2 separate regions of the Cyprinus carpio genome follow, and region 2 is linked to region 1. A link is a contact called in public Hi-C data. All regions are on one chromosome and are shown on one strand. Each heading gives the region's core, a stretch centred on a gene start, on an enhancer-like site or on the middle of the called end of the contact. The rest is flanking DNA. Distances are from core to core; before and after follow the strand shown.

The links. Hi-C and Micro-C count contacts between places; a contact is called where the count stands out from the background.
Region 2: a contact with region 1 is called in a Hi-C map of liver, with 6 times the contacts expected there. The contact joins two enhancer-like sites. A contact is called at or near these places in 4 of 8 Hi-C or Micro-C datasets (liver, red blood cells and skeletal muscle).

Annotation. Positions count from the first base shown.
Region 1 is chrB22:19,982,510-19,987,770 of ASM1834038v1, reverse strand. All of the region lies in intron 2 of ahr2 (aryl hydrocarbon receptor 2), which reads left to right. The region is part of intron 1 of LOC109082837 (glutamic acid-rich protein-like); the gene reads left to right. Among protein-coding and RNA genes, the nearest start is that of LOC109046910, 53 kb to the left of the region's middle. Within about 2 kb of position 1,975, at least 2 of the 8 cell types and tissues checked have an H3K27ac peak or open chromatin away from gene starts, as enhancers often do. A contact at or near this core is called in liver, where this site is marked.
Region 2 is chrB22:20,168,701-20,173,961 of ASM1834038v1, reverse strand. All of the region lies in intron 2 of ahr2 (aryl hydrocarbon receptor 2), which reads left to right. All of the region lies in intron 1 of LOC109082837 (glutamic acid-rich protein-like), which reads left to right. Among protein-coding and RNA genes, the nearest start is that of ahr2, 13 kb to the left of the region's middle. Within about 2 kb of position 2,606, at least 4 of the 8 cell types and tissues checked have an H3K27ac peak or open chromatin away from gene starts, as enhancers often do. A contact at or near this core is called in liver, where this site is marked.

The sequences.
Region 1 (5,261 bases), core at 726-3,225:
GCCGAAGATCTCTCTCTTTCTTTCTTGTTCTCTCATTAAAAGCTTAGGGATGGAGGGAGGGTGAAAATATGCATACGAATACATTTATGCGAGTCCTCTCAAGCCATTGGCTGTGGTAATTGGAGTGACGCTGCACACAGGACTTCCCAAAGCCCCTGCGTGAGAGGGGAAATCTGAAGGCAACATCTACTGGAACTAAATGTTTTCAGATTAAGATAATATTCCCTCTGCATAGCTGGCATGTTTTAATTTCTGCCGGTCTTGCTCTCTCTCTCTCTGTGAATGGCAATGGCTGTGTAATCTGTAGCGTCCAGATGTGCCATTTTGTTTTGTTTTACAGCATATAAGTGTTTTCCATTCTCAGCTTACCATCAAATCATGAATGTAAAAAAAAAAAAACCTGAAAAAAAAAAATCGCTAAAACCTAAAAATGCAATAAAGTGTTTATTTTTTACATTTATTAGGCTAATTCACCTTAGATGTCTGTTGTACTGTACAAAAAACTAAACCATCCATCAATTTTACACTAAAAACTAAACAAATTTTGTTTTCTGTTTCTTTTCTATGTCCTGTTATGTGACGTTACCTGAAATGGCTACAGGTAAGAAAACTGTTTACTTCAGTGATACCGTACAATAGTCGTAAAACTCCTCCATCACTATATAGTGCACACTAAACAATATTTATCCAAGTAGTGCACACTAAACTGCAATGAGCTGGGGAGTGCATGCTGATCATAACGCAAATTAAATCATCCTCATCATAAACTTAAACAAACATTCCACCTAAAAAATAAAAAAACTGTTCACCAAAAAATAAAAAAACCTTCATTAATTACTACACAAACCTGTAAGATCTTTGTTCATCTTCGGAACGCAAATTAAGATATTTTTGATGAAATCCGAGAGCTTTCTGACCCTGCATAGACACCAACGCAACTGACACGTTTAAGGCCCAGAAAGGTACGGTAGTAAGGACATCGTTAAAATAGTCCATGTGACATCAGTGGTTCAACCGTAATCTTATGAAGCTACGAGAATACTTTTTGTGTGCAAAGAGAGTTTAAAAAGCACAATGCACTTAAGCTGTTGAATATACAGTAATTATTTGTGTTTTCTTATATATTAGAGTTTAAAAAGCACAATGCACTTAAGCTATAAGTACTTTTTTTACTTTCATCCCATTTGTGCCTCTTTTTATGCTGAACAGGTGCATTGTGGTGCTTGTTCTGGTTCTGACTCATTATCTTACCCTTTAAAAGGACCCTTTTAAATATCCACCCAATTGCTTGTAATGAAGGACAGCTGTGCACAGATGCAAGTATAAGAGAGCAAAGGGGGGCTTAAGATTATTTGTGTATACTCAAAGTATACTAGTGAGTGTAGCGGCACTTTAAGATTTATGTATCTCTTTTTTTTCTTTCTGTTTCTCTCTCACCCTCTCAGACGCACATTTACATGGCCGTGCTTATTAAAAGCAGCAAACATTTGAATGTCTGAGCTGCAGAGTGCAAAACTGCATGAAGCTTTACGAGATCTCACAGACCGAGAGAAAAAAAAGATTTCTTAAAGGGCCAGCGTCCTGTGTCCGCAATGTAATGATATTCCAAAATAGCATACATGTGGAGTCCGATTGGCTTTGTGGAACATAGAAAACCGACATGTAGTAGAGCTTGAAATTGCCATTCACTTTCACTAGAGCATCAAACCCTGATTTTTCCTCGCGGATTGTCTCTTTTATGTAAACATTGTTACACCCACTACATGTAGTGTTTCATAATGATTTGTGGAAGTGCACACACCTTTGCACCAGGCCAGGAATGCAGATAGTTGAGTCGAGGGAGGGGTCGGCCTTGTTTTGACGACGTGTGAGTAGTTCACACGCCATTCTGTAGTTTACCATGGTAGACTGTCATAGAGCTGCATTTTACTTTCAGGTTGGAGTGCACACTGTAATTTCAGCGTAACTCCTCTTGCATGTGCGCGCACGTGTGCTAGGCCACACGCTGCTTCAGACATGTGAACGCGCCAGTGGCAGTTATCACTCCCCAGACAAACAGATGCTACTGAATCATTAGACACGCGGCAGATGCACACAGTCACTCTGTTTACTGCAGCTTTTGATACTGTAAACAAAGACAAAACAACAAAGGAAATACAAAGGAGAAGCTGACACAATAGTCAAGGATGTTGGCGTGATCAGTTATAGAGAAAATAGTGTATTTTTATTTATTTTTTTGTAAATTTTTATAGTTAACTTTATATAGTTTTATAGTTATAGTTTTAGAATCAACTTTTATGTTACTTTGTTTTTTGGGAACATAGATGAAATATTATGTGTTATAATAGTTTTTAAAATGTTAAATTCTGTTTAGTGGTGAAATTCATATTGGCGTAATGTAATTAACACTTACAAGTGTCATATATTTTTGTTTTTTTGGGGTATAAAGACAAAGTGCTATGTATTGAAATGTATTTTTGAACATAATTCAAAAACGTTATTACAGTTTACAATTTTTGGATATATATACAAAGTACTACACCTTATATGTGTAGTATATTTTTTTTACAAAAATGAAGTACTTTTCAAGTACTGCTGAATAGTGGGGCAATTTAAAGTAGCATAATATATTTTATTTTTTTGGGCATATAGACAAAATATTATTTTATGTATTATATAAAAATAAAATATGTATTATATTATGTATTTTTATATAGTACTTATAATTCTATTATCTGTTGTATTAGTTGGGAGATATATGTAAATCTAAAAATGTAAATACCAAAATTTCCTTAACTACACTATCAATATTAAAATATTAACATAAAATAAAATACATTGAATACAATTACACTAACAAACATACACTTACAACCAGTATGCAGTGAATTATTGGTTTTAAAATTATTATTATATGCAGTGCATTATTAATGTTTTAAAATAAATAAATACATTCAGATTAACCAGCAATGTATTGAACATTGGCATGAATAAATAACGATTTAATGGATATTGCTTTTTAATTTATTAAGCATTATTTAATTATACCAATGTTTAATGAATACTATTTGGTTTTTGTTTATTTACTTAAAACCAGTATTTAATAAATGTGTTTTTATTTGATTGCATTATTAACATTACACTTACTAACTTACATTATAATTAAAAATAAAGAAACTTAATTTGCAAAAATTAAGTTATTTCCTATATCGTAGATATTTAAATCATCACAGACAAGAATTTTGAAAAAATATATACACAAAGTGTATTATCACTTTTTTTAACATTTTGGCGTGTTTTAACATATAATATATTTTAACCATACAAAACTTTAGATGTTGTTGATTAAAGGGTTAATACACTTTTGGAGCCTTGGTGATTCTTGTAACTGGTTTATTCAAATTTGACCCAGTGTCTAAACCCAATGTTTTAGCCTGCTGTAACCTTTGAGTTGGAGGATGAGCAGGTGTGAGTGAGTGTGTAGCAGTCGCCTGAGGTTTTGTTTTAACAGGTAACTGTGTCGTGTTGCTAAGGGCGGTTGCCATGACGACCCTCCTAGCCTTAGCTTATTCACTCAAGGGACTTTGAAGCGGCGGTTGTTATGCCTCTGTTGTTAGAAGCATGTTTTTCTGTGTATGTGTGACCGTATTTGTTAACTCAGGCACACGCCGGTTCAGTAAGTGTGACAAGCCACATATGGGGAAGCCCCTGGCACTTCTGTGGTCTGGGCCTTTACTTTTAGCACAGGGCGCAATGCGGTGGTGCCCGCACACGTGGCTCCTGCCCCTCTCTGCGATGGCACTTCCACTTCTGCTAAACGCCACTTCCGCTAACAGTGACACACAAAACCAGCGCCCAATTTGGTGTCATCAGCGACCTCACTCGCGCATTCCTAGTGACATCTGAACGTACACACATCAAATGCAAACCTTTAACCCCAACCCACACCGTGCTCTTGTTTAAACGAACCCTCCTCTTCAGCAAAACAAAAACCTCACCCCCAAGCCCAACTATCCCATCTGACACAGTAATAAAACAATAAAACCCTGAAACAAACCCTCGGTACATTTCCGTAACCACCTGGGCCGCCAACACCTCCACTGGGTACTGGGCCCCCAACGCATCTCGATGGAAAATTTCGGTTTAGGATGGGGCCCCTGTGCAGGATCTGCAATGTACAATCATATATGGTAATGGCCCCTTTGCTGTGTGTTGGTGTAGGGAATTGGTGCAATATGTTTCCTAAAAGCAATAAGCCACTCAAAAAGAGTCTTTACACCTATATTTATATTTTTGAATCGTTATAAAAAAACACATATTTAACGACCCCCAAGGAAGTATTCTAATATTGCTTTTTTGAAGACGTGACAGATAGCAGTATCCCTTATTTAAAAAAAAAAACAAAAAACACATAATTGGTCACTAAATGTATTTATTTAATTTACAACCACGTTTCCTGGTTGGTTGTTGCATATATACATAAAATAATGTTGAATTACTGAGTGTAAATCTTCTATATTGTCTTTTTTTTTTAATAATTATTTTATATGTTTTTTTTTCTATTTGACTCGGGCACAGTGTTGTTCAAAAATAGATGGGTGGTTGTAAAATGGATTTTTTTAAAGATAAAAATACCACATGGATCTTATATGACATTTTTGATTTTACAATAAAACCTAATCTTTGACTTGAAACTTGGATAAGTCAAATGCCTACTTTCAAAAGATGGCCATATTACTTTTATTATTCAAAAATATATTTTGCCTAGCATTAAAAAAAAAAAAAACAATATATCATTAATATAACTATACGAATATATACTTAATATTATATATTTCATTATTGTAATGATTTGTGAAATTATTTACAGAAGTCTTAAAAACAAACTCAATTTTTATTTTTTTTTTGTATTGGTATTGATACTTTACTATGTTCAATAATTCATCAAATGATAATTTAGGTACATAAAAAAAATTTTATAATGGGAATAAAAAAAATTACAAGTTAGTAAATTTTTACATTAATTGGTATTTATTGAAGATTGAGTAATAGAATATAGTAATACTGTTCATACATTAAAAAAAGTCCTTCCCGTGACAGTATTTACAAATTGTTCCATTTAATGATTGTCATTTTTGTGTTTATATCCATTATTAAAAACAGGCTTTAACACATAGCTCCCCATCAAATTTGAGAACTACCCCTTATGTATTACCTTTATTTTGACCGTGGTGTTTTTTATTTGGCCCTTTTTTGAACTT
Region 2 (5,261 bases), core at 1,357-3,856, 190 kb before region 1:
TATTCTATTAAATTAAAGGCAATAAAAATAAATCAAAATACCATGGTATTTTGTACATTAATTATGGTATATTTGAAAGATAATGGAGTACCAAATATAATACAATATAGTAATCCCAGTGAGCAAAGTACCATAATTTTGCCATCACTGTTCCATATTACCGCCACATTACATTTTTTTTGTAAGGGCTGCAGTATCTGTGTAGTATTATTCCTGAAAAACGCCATATACTAGTCAGTGTTATTATAGTAAATTTCCACAGTTAGTGTGGCAGTGATAAATCCATAGTCTATTTGCATAAGGCTGATGTATTCAACCTCAAAAGTTTGTCAGTACATCACATGATCATATGGTAAATTTCTTGAAAGTTGGGGGAATTTATGATGTGCCGTGATGGCCTGAGGCGGTTAGCCTGACAGCTTTTTCCATTCTTAATCCTGAACTTTGATGTGCTTACACATGTGTTGGAACGTACACGGTTTGATCATTTGGCATCCTAACCAGGGGAAACCTGTTAAACGTGTTGCTTAATTTCCTCTGTGTACACAGGAAGTACTCTTTGTTCAGAAATAGAAGGAGAGAGAGCAGAAGAAAGTCTTTAAAAACTTTGAGCAGTCTTCATTTGCTTAGCAAACTTAGCAACTAGCTCTGAGGTATACAGTATAGCAGAATTGTTGCAACACAGTGGTTGGTTGAGTATCTGTTCTCCTCACACTGCCTGAAGGGAAATGTTTGTCAGATGCATCTGCAGTCATCAATCCACAACTTTTCTTCCTTTTCTCACCTGCATGGTACCTTTCCACTCATCTGTCTGTGATCCCTCCATCACAAAGATGTCGTCTTTTCCTTGTTCCTTTTTTCAAACATGCACACAAAACTCACCTCATCCACCTCAGATTCTTCTCATTGAAGCCACATTGAATGGACAGAAAGAGCTACCGGGATGGAAGACAGAGACAAAGTCGGAAAGGAAAGGGAGGTCTTTTATTGGGATGATCAGCATTATCTGGGGTTTCTGAAGAGGAAAAAGATGTTTCCTGATACTCTACCACTTTGGCTCAGACCTGAAATATGGTCAAGATGTCCAAGTTCACCAGTTCCCTTCAATTTTTTTTTAAACATAGCTCTCAGAAATAAGGATGTGAAACAAAACGGTTTCAACACAACAGAGAAGCAAATATTATCTTTACCTTGCAAGAATTGTGTAGCTGGTAGCTTGATTTCTTACATGCTAACTGGTTTTTAGCTGGTCATTATAGCATATTCAAGCAACCTTTGACCATTGACGTATGAGCTAAGGAGAGTTAAGCTGGTTTTTAACACATGGTGGCTGGTCAAACAAGGACATCACATTGATTTTGGACCAGCTAGCATGTTTTCAGTTTAAACTAGATTTTCCAACAGGGACTAGCCGGTTAAAGTGCAATTATTGTTTGCTTATCACTCGGCGACATCAGTTGCTTTTATCCTGAGCGACTTACAGGTTACTTAATTGCGATGACGGCATATCTGAGGCAGCTAGAAATTAGTCTGGTTGAGCTTAGTCCTTTTAAGTGCATGTGGTGACCTTGTATCATCACTTCAGCTACTTTAAAATTAGGCACTTTTTTTTCGATGTATACTTTGTTTATCAGGAAGTGATTGTTCATTTAACAAGAGCAAAAAACTTTGTAGGAACAACAAGGCCTAAAAAGAACCCTGCTCTGTGTTTGCTCTATATCCATAACCATCATCGATTTTACACACCGTAAAAACTTATGACAAACAATATGCCAGACATCAATGGCGCCGTTGAAATCGTATAGCTCTTAACCAATAAACTGTGTCTGCAAACTGTAATCGATTTTGCATAAACCATAAAAGCTCATTGTTTACATGGCAAAACATAAGAGTTATTGACTCTTGTCATAATATATCTGCGTTTCACACCTACTGTAGCTTATCTATTTGTTTACAACCTCTTGTCATTAGCTTATCAGGAAGTGACATCGTGGGAGCGGAAAATTAGCAGAGGTGTCAACACCCCATCCCTGCAGTTCTGAATGAAAGTTTACAGAACAAGTTGACAAGGAGATTTTAATGTCTGTTTATCTGAGGTGACAAGCATTTTGGAATACTGTCAAGAAGATTTTACTGTTCTCACATTACCACCCCATACCTACCTGCTCCCTCCAACATTACATGTAGCAAATCACCAAGACTTTTAGGTGTCCGTTTTAGTTTTTAATTACATAGTTCCCAACAGACAAAACGGACCCTGCGAGCAAAGCAAAGTGTTGAGACAGAACGGGTAAAAAGCTTGTAAAGATTTGGAAAGTCTTGAAAGTCTTAGACATTGTTATGCCAGGAGCCATGGCTGATATCTGTTCATTCCTTTACGCCATTGGGACAAACAACAATGAAAGACAACAGGGTTGAATGACACTAAAACCTAAACCAAAACAAAGAGACTCCCAGTGTGAGGGGTGTTAACGAGAAAGAAGAAAGGGGAAAAACATGAGAGCTAGAACAATATCAGCATTGTAAGTCAAGACAGATAAAGAAAGTCCTGTGGGTGAGAGCAGTTTTCTTTGGAGCTCGACACCATTTCCCGTCTGCTCGGACCCGAGAGGTCATTGGACGCCCCGGTGCACTATACTCTTCCTCTCGAGCTCTCTTCCGCTTCTTTCTACCACATCGTTTTCACCATTTCACATTTTCGTCTGTACTGCACAGGAAGAGATAGACTGTACTTCCTGTTTACGGAGGTGCATTAAGGACGAAGCTCGTATGTGCACATTTTTCCTTGAAGTTTACGCGAAGATAGCGTATCTCTTATGTTTTTGTGGTAAAATGTGTGTTTTCAGGTGCACATTTATCCCTGCATGTGCATGTCTGTTCCTGAGACTTGTGAGTTGTATATGCGGGCAGGAAATTTTCAAGTGTATGTGTGTGTATGCGAGCGCTCTCAGGACGTTCGGTGTGTATGTGTGTGTTTTCTGTTGGCAGTGAAGTGTCTCAGGGGAGGCAGGGCTTGCGTGAGAGCACTGTTGCAGATCTGTCAGTGAGAGGGGGCTGCTCAAGGTCTGGCGGACTGTGTGTGTGTGTGTGTGTGTGTGTGTGTGTGTGTGTGTGTGTGTGTGTGTGTGTGTGTGTGTGTGTGTGTGTGTGTGTCGGGCTTGGATTGTTCCCCCCAAAGGGTGGGAGGGAGAGTGGGTTAAGCCAGCCCCGTCTGTCAGCATGGAGCTGCCGTTCATATGAGTGTGTATGCGTCCTGTGTTTATCTAGGGGGCCCGTGGAAGGAGCGATTGTGGACTTTTTGTAAGCAAGAAGCTAGGTGAACCTTCTCATCAGAGACAAAGAGACCGAGTAGGCGGGGAAAGGTGTGTGTGTTTGTGTACACAAGTGCTTGTATGAGCGACTGAAGACAAGCTGAGTGTGTGTGTGATTTGTTGGAAGCATGTACGTGTTTGTCCAACTACAGTGTTATCTTGGCATTGTCCTCTTTCTGTCTTCACTCTCACAGCAGGACTGTCAAAACTTCCCTTTTCTTAGGATTACACACACACACACATATTTTGTTAAACGAAGACACCATTGACTGTTTTTATGTAAAAACAATTATAAATTGAGGGTGCTTGATAGTAGTAGACTTTTAAATAATTTTTTTAAATAAAAGTATTTTTTAAATAGTCTTATCATCATGTGTCTTTACGTTAGATTAGATTATCATTACAACCTGACTTGCATAGAAAGATGTTTCTATTAATGGCACAACTCTGTTATAAATTTGCACAACTGTTCAGTGAATTTGACCCTTTACATTTGAGGCTAGAGAGTAATGGAAAGTCTTTTGCACTGTGATTTTTCTGCCACCTACGGGTTTTGACTCGTGGGCAGACAGTGTAGCCTTTCTGAAACCTCGAGCCATGTTACTGACTCACTGACTGACTCAGAGAGCCTCTCTAGGATAGATTTAGTAATCTGATCATTTCCCGCTCTTTGGTGTTATGATGAATTCAAGTAGGTTGTAAATAAACAGTGGAAGGGTGTGTACAACATTTGAGTTCAACATTACATTTTCTTCAACTAACCATAACCCTGCCCTGCAAAATTCGGCTGCCACGATGCTAAGATGTTGTAAATGATTTCCAAAGCATTGCTCAAAGACCTTGAGCAACCAGATATAGGAGTATAAACTCAAGACTATACCAGGAAAACGTCTGACCCCAGTCCAACCCAGCAGTTTATTCTTATTTGTCAATGAAGCTATTGTTAAAACGTGCTTAAATAAATAATTAAGAAAAGCAAAAAAGGGGGGGGGGGGCAGCTGTGGCCTAATGGTTAGCGAATTGGACTTGGAACCAGAAGGTCGCAGGTTCGAGTCTCTGTGCTGGCAGGAGTTGTAGGAGGGTGGGGAGTGAATGAACAGCACTCTCTTCCTCCCTCAATATCCATGGCTGAAGTGCCCTTGAGCAAGGCACTGAACCCCCAGTTCCTCCCCGGGCGCTGGATATAGCTGCCCACTGCTCCGGGTGTGTGTTCACGGTGTGTTCACTTCTCACTGCTGTGTGTGTGCACTTGGAAGGAATAAATGCAGAGCACCAATTCCGAGTATGGGTTACCATACTTGGCAAATGTCACGACTAAGAAATATTCTCACAGATTTGACTGACAAAACAAACTTGTATTTGCAGGCCCCAAAAGTACCTGCTATTCTGATTATGTGTTGAAGCCCTGGTGTCAAGACAGTGACAACAGCTGCCACTCAAACGTTCATCTTCCTCATAACCGAAGGCACGGTTGTAGATGAAACCATCGTTCTTATCTAGCATTCTTTGTGTTGCAGCGGATGGTTCATTTTTTACAAAGCTGTCTTGACTCAATCAACACCCTAGACCTGTTGAAGTACCTGTGCCAAGTCAAGAACATCAGAGCTAACAGCTTATTTACTTCTGTCATTCTGTACAAATTGATGAGGAAAAAGAAACTGAGATTAACCAGCAACCCCAAACCAGAAGCCTTCTCCCAAACCTCACCTTAAAACCTCAGCCCAGCTAGTTAACTTCTAACCCCAAACCAGGTTTGTAATTTCAGATGTGGTAGTTGAGTTTTAATCCTTAATTACCAGTGGCAGGTGTGAAACATTTCTAAAGTTTTCGTCAAGTATAATCGCAACCATAAGCAATCAATTTTTATTTGATTCTATTTACATTTATGCATTTAGCAGACGCTTTTATCCAAAGTGACTTACAGTGCATTCAGGCTATACATTTTTTACC